Regions from separate parts of the Xenopus laevis genome. Here region 2 is linked to region 1. A link is a contact called in public Hi-C data. All regions are on one chromosome and are shown on one strand. The core of a region is the stretch at or near the end of the contact, and the rest is flanking DNA. Distances in the headings are between cores, read along the strand shown. Region 1 holds the start of nxn.L (nucleoredoxin-like). Region 2 overlaps nxn.L (nucleoredoxin-like).

The links. Hi-C and Micro-C count contacts between places; a contact is called where the count stands out from the background.
Region 2: a contact with region 1 is called in a Hi-C map of animal cap, with 4 times the contacts expected there. The contact joins the enhancer-like site here to the promoter of nxn.L in region 1. A contact is called at or near these places in 3 of 4 Hi-C or Micro-C datasets (the XL177 cell line, the XTC cell line and animal cap).

The regions. Positions count from the first base shown.
Region 1 is chr2L:100,184,532-100,187,231 of Xenopus_laevis_v10.1, reverse strand. It overlaps nxn.L (nucleoredoxin-like), which reads right to left and starts at 1,387. Exons shown (of 8, transcript XM_018246918.2): 1 at 941-1,387. The coding sequence starts at 1,237.
Region 2 is chr2L:100,258,225-100,260,924 of Xenopus_laevis_v10.1, reverse strand. All of the region lies in intron 7 of nxn.L (nucleoredoxin-like), which reads right to left. Among protein-coding and RNA genes, the nearest start is that of mrm3.L, 17 kb to the left of the region's middle. Within about 2 kb of position 1,349, at least 5 of the 7 cell types and tissues checked have an H3K27ac peak or open chromatin away from gene starts, as enhancers often do. A contact at or near this core is called in animal cap, where this site is marked.

The DNA of each region.
Region 1 (2,700 bases), core at 138-2,637:
GGAAAAAAATAGGAAAATTGGCATTTTTGTCCCATTTTCCTGCTCAGTTTTATATATTTGTGAAAGCAGTATATGTGCTAAATTAGTAGTAGGATACATAATTTGTTTAAAGTAAAATAAGGGAGATTATTACGATATCCATCTGTCAAAAAGTTTACCACCAGAGGATTTTTGCTAACACTTAACTATTTTGATGTAACTGGCTTTTGATTATGACCACCATTTCACTTTCAGTCAGTTTTAATGGAAACATTCCAACGCTTTATAAGCAGGCAGCTCGGTATTGCCAAAAATGTGGAAAATTGCCAGAAACAGGTTGTGTGGTACAAAGGAAGTAGAAGGCTTTGGTTCAACACCTGCACAAAGCAATTATGCTGTGGCAGCAGAGCATATGCAATAGCAACCATGAGCATAACCAAGCTTACAGCTTTCTCAGGATATATTATGAGAAATTCTTAACAAATATACAACAGACTTGAATTCCAAAAAAATAGCATTTAGTCCAGAATAGACATAGCAGCCTGTTCGTGGAGCATTATACATTGCAGTTTTTCTTAGGCAGGTTTAGGACATCAGTGCATAGGTACATAGAAGCAAAATTTGTCCACTCCAGACAGTTCAGAAATGTGGGCAGCTATATTAAATCTGTTATTTTTGGAGCCATTGTCAACTGTACCAAAAACACAGTGCCTGACAGATGTAAGGCAAATGGGCATACTGCACCCATCAATCCCCGTAGCCCCCCCCCCCAGTCTTTTGCTGAACTACAACTAATAGGATGCTGGAATGTGTAGTTCAACACCTGAGAAATCAAAGGCATGTACAGGCAGTGTATTGTTTTAGTTAAGTGCTCAAAGTGAAGCCAATGGATAAAGCATGTTGCAGCCAGGCACTGTCAGGGTCACATTAAAGCTCCTCCGCCCGCCCCTGCCCTTCTCACCTTTCTGTGCTTCTCCTGGTAGGGCAGTGCCAGCCAAGGCATGTCCTTGACAAAGAGCTGCCATTTCTTTTGGTCGGGGTCGGAGGAGACGAAGACGATCTCCAGGCGGTCCCGAGTCTTGCAGTAGAAGTCGTTCAGGCCAGGGAGCAGTTGCAGGCAAGGGGCGCTCATCCCGCAGCCGAACAGCAGTCCGATCAAAGACACCCTGGAGCCCAGAGCCTGCACATCCACTTCCTCCCGTTCCGAATTCACCAGCTTCTCTCCCAGCAGCTCCACAAGCAGCCCGGGGCCCGACATGCTGCTCGGCCTGGCCCCCAACGCTCTTCTGTGCGCTGCTGGATCGGCCTTACACACAGGAGCTCCCCTGCGCCCGGGCGCAGATGATCCGCGTGCGCTGCTAAAGCTGCACTGAGCCTATTGGCTGTGAGACAGGGAGCCGGCTGCACATGGGCACAAACACACGGGGGTGGAGACCAGCGACACTCTCTGGCCGACAGTGCCACCTGGGTGCCAGCGCATAGCCATGCCCCCTGATTATCGCCTATCCCACTTCTGTCGCTGTGTTCTACATAAGCTGTGTCACATCGCATTGGCAACAACTTTGGTCCTATGATTGTTCATTTAATACTAAAAACAACTGTTTTCCTGGGTATATAGTAAGGGCAGTGATAGACCCTGTTCACCTTTAAATTAACTTTTAGTATGATGTAGAGTGATATTCTGAGATCATTTGCAATTGGTTTTTAATTTTTGATTACTTGTGTTTTTAGTTATTTAGCTTTTATTTATTTAGCTTTTTATTCAGAGGCTCTCCAGTTTGCAATTTCAGTAATCTGGTTAGTAGGGTCCAAATTACCTTAGCAACCATGCTCTGTATTGAAAAAAAGACTGGAATATGAAAAGGATGAGGCCTGAATAGAAAGTTCAGTAATAAAAAGCAAATAATATAATGATACATTTGTAGCCTTACAGAACATTTGTTTTTTTTATATGGGGCCAGTGACCCCCATTTGAAATGTGGAAATAGTCAAACGAAGGCAAGTAATTTAAAAACTATAAAAAAAAGACAATATGAAGACCAATTGAAAAATTGATTAGCCATTATCTAAAATACTAAGGGGCATATTTATTATTTTGTGTAAAATGAAATTTGCCGAAAAAACTGTGTAAAATAAATAGGAAATTTATCAAGGTGTGTGTAATTTTAACTCCAGATTTGCCGTTATTTTACATTGCTTCTGGCCGAAGTCACTCTAAGAAAAAACACATGAAAAAATGTTATGCTGTTTTTTACACTGTGAAGCCTGGAAATGTGTACTGTATTATCCCGCTGCTGTTTATACAGCGTAATAAATATACCCCTAGAAATTAATTTAAAGGTGAATAACCCCTTTAAAGGGAACTTCCCCTTAAGGGTTGAGGCATACAGGGAGATTAAGTCGCCTGCAATAAATCTTCCCTACTGCACGTGATTTAAGGGCTAGTCCACACAAGGAGATTCGGGAGATTTTGTCGCCTGGCGACTAATCGCCTCGTGTTTTGCGGGACTATCTCCCCGATCTGCCTCAGCGTTTTTCCCCATAGGCTACAATGCAAAGTCGCCTGCGCTAATGCACATGCGGCGATGCGTTTTCAATAGTCGCCCAAAGTTGCCTCAGTGATCTCCCCGAATCTCCTCATGTGGCCTTACCCTAAAGCGATACTGACATCAGAAAATAACCTTTTTTATTATCTTTCATAACATTGTCTTTGAATGTTAT
Region 2 (2,700 bases), core at 100-2,599, 74 kb before region 1:
AAAGAAAAAGGTTGCCCAGTACTACACTGCCATTTTACTTCAATCCCAGGCATCCCTAGCACTGACTTAGGGGCAGAGGAACACAGTGTGTAGGGTCCACTGCTCTCAGCCTGTGTATTTTCTGCAGACTGAGAGAAGCAGATCTAGTCCCAACTGCACCTCAGTGAATCTACGGACAAATACAGTTTCCGCCCCGATCGGCTACCAGAAATCGGCCCAAAAATGCATGCTGTCATGGTTTCAGGCCTCTCCCCTTTATATAGCCCAGTGGAACCAGACACTGTACATGTCATTACAAGTGCAGACTGGACTGCTTCTCCCAGCCTGCCAAAAATGTGCAGGCCGAGCACAGTGGAGCCTACTCTTCATCTGCCTTTGCCCTTTGTCATGTATGTGCAATAAAGTCAAATGCAAAGTGAGGTGTCCAGGGGGATATTGTCACAATAAAACAACAAGTTATTATTAATGATTTATCTACATGTGGTTAACAAGGTGGGTAATACTGGGTCTTACACCATCATAGTCAGAGCTGCCCTTTATACTATAAAACCCTTCCCAGCGCCCCCCCCCCTCACCCTTTCCACATACAGTAAATGGAGATAACATTGCTGATTTGCCCAACAACGATGGCAAGGCACATTTCCCTAGCATTCTTTAACCATTAGCTATCAGAGTTGAATCCGTCCTTGGAGAGATAAGGCTTCTTACATTCCACTTTCATACATTCCTTTGCGAGAAGGATTTCTGCACAGATTTGGCTTCCACTGTAACATAATATCATGTGTTTCTTTCTGTACTAATTCATTACAAATTGCATTACAGAGTGGACAAGGTCTTGTCTATTGAACGGTATCGTATTTGCACATATCTGGCACGAGATAAGGGTATCGGATAACCTGATGTGGCATGCGTAGAACATTTCTTCTTTGTTTTCTTTTTGTGTGTGGGAACTGCCATATAGCTTCTATCAGAAAGCACAACATGATGATATATTATAGAATGCATAGCACATGCCTTCTCTGCATACTGTATTTGACTTTGACGTGAACAAGAGCTGCCATATTGCTTGCCTTGGTAAAGCTTTTCTCTGTAGACAGCCTCTATGGTCACTAAATGGAACACAGGAGGGCTCATTTATAAACACTGAGCTCCTGGGCAGTAACCCACAGCAACCAATCAGAGGATTGCTTTAAGTGTCCAACCTGCAGCTGAATGAAAAAGCTAATCACTGATTGGTTGCTATGAGTCACTGCCAGCAGCAAATTTGTCCATTGTTTATAAATGAGCCCCAGGGTGCCCTGTAGCTTAACACTTCCTGTGGAATTTTTCAATAGGCCAGGACATTCTGTAAGGACAGAACAATAGGGTTAATTAAGGTGTAGCCCCCTGTCAGACTCGCTGAGCCACTAAAGCATATCATTCCCAATGACATTTAATGCACTCCTCCCTTTTTTATTTTGTTGAAATGAATTCCGCTTTAGTTAGACAGGGCTGCTGAAAAGAAACAGATGTGGCAAAATATATCCGCAGACCTTCCCCTGTTGAATAGAATGAAATAGTGTTCTGGGCAGTGGGTTCAGCTTTCCCTATTGCACTATGGCTACAACATGCCCAGCCAGCAGGGGTAAATCCTTACATGTTAACTATATCATTCTTCAATGTAAGTTAGTCGTAAGGGCTGGATATTATAAATAATTTTGCGAAATCAACTTCCAAGAAGAAAATCAACCCATGTTTAAAGGAGAACCAAACCCTAAAATTGAATATGGCTAGAAATGCCATCTTTTCTATACTGAACTAAGTGAACCAGCCTAGAGGTTTAGCAACTCTATAGTAGTAATGATCCAGGCCTTCAAAGTTGTAACAGGAGTTCACACCTCCCAACATTTTGGAAATAGAAAGAGGGACAAAAAGATTTGCGGCACAGAGTGTGGCGACAATTTTTTTGACCACGGCGATTTTGTCACCACACCCCTTAATTACCATGTTCATTTTACAAAATTTGGCAGGTTATGAAAGTATGAAATTTCTGTGGTTTTTATTTGTTATTACAGTTTTGCTGTATGAAGGTGAATTGCCCTCGTCTGGCGACTAATCGCCTCTTCTTCTGGGCGACAATCTCCCTGAATTGCCTTCGTTTTCCGAAGTCACCCGAAGGAAACTTGTCGGAGGTTGTTGCCCAGAAGAAGAGGCGATTAGTCTCCAGGCGACTAAATCTCCCCGAATCTGCTCTTGTGGACTGACCCTAAAACTGCAAGTCACAGCTCTCCCAAGAGACCTGCTTATCTTAAATTGTTACAAATGTGCACCTGCCACGTATTCTGGGCTCTTTGCCAAAAGCCAATTAAAGGAAAACTATACCACCCAAACAATGTAGGTCTCTATAAAAAGATATTGCATAAAACAGCTCATATGTAAAATCCTGCTTCATGTAAATAAACCATTTTCATAATAATATACTTTTCTAGTAGCATGTGCCATTGGGTAATCATAAATAGAAAATTGCCATTTTAAAAAATAGGGGCCGCCCCCTGGGATTGTACGTTTCACTGTGCACACAAACATACCAACAAACCATACATGTTAGGTCACATGAGCCAATTAACAGACAGAGTTGGTCTTTTGCTTCAACACCTGTTACAGTTAGAGTTGTAGTATTTCTGGTCAGGTGATCTCTGAGACAGCACACAGACCATCACA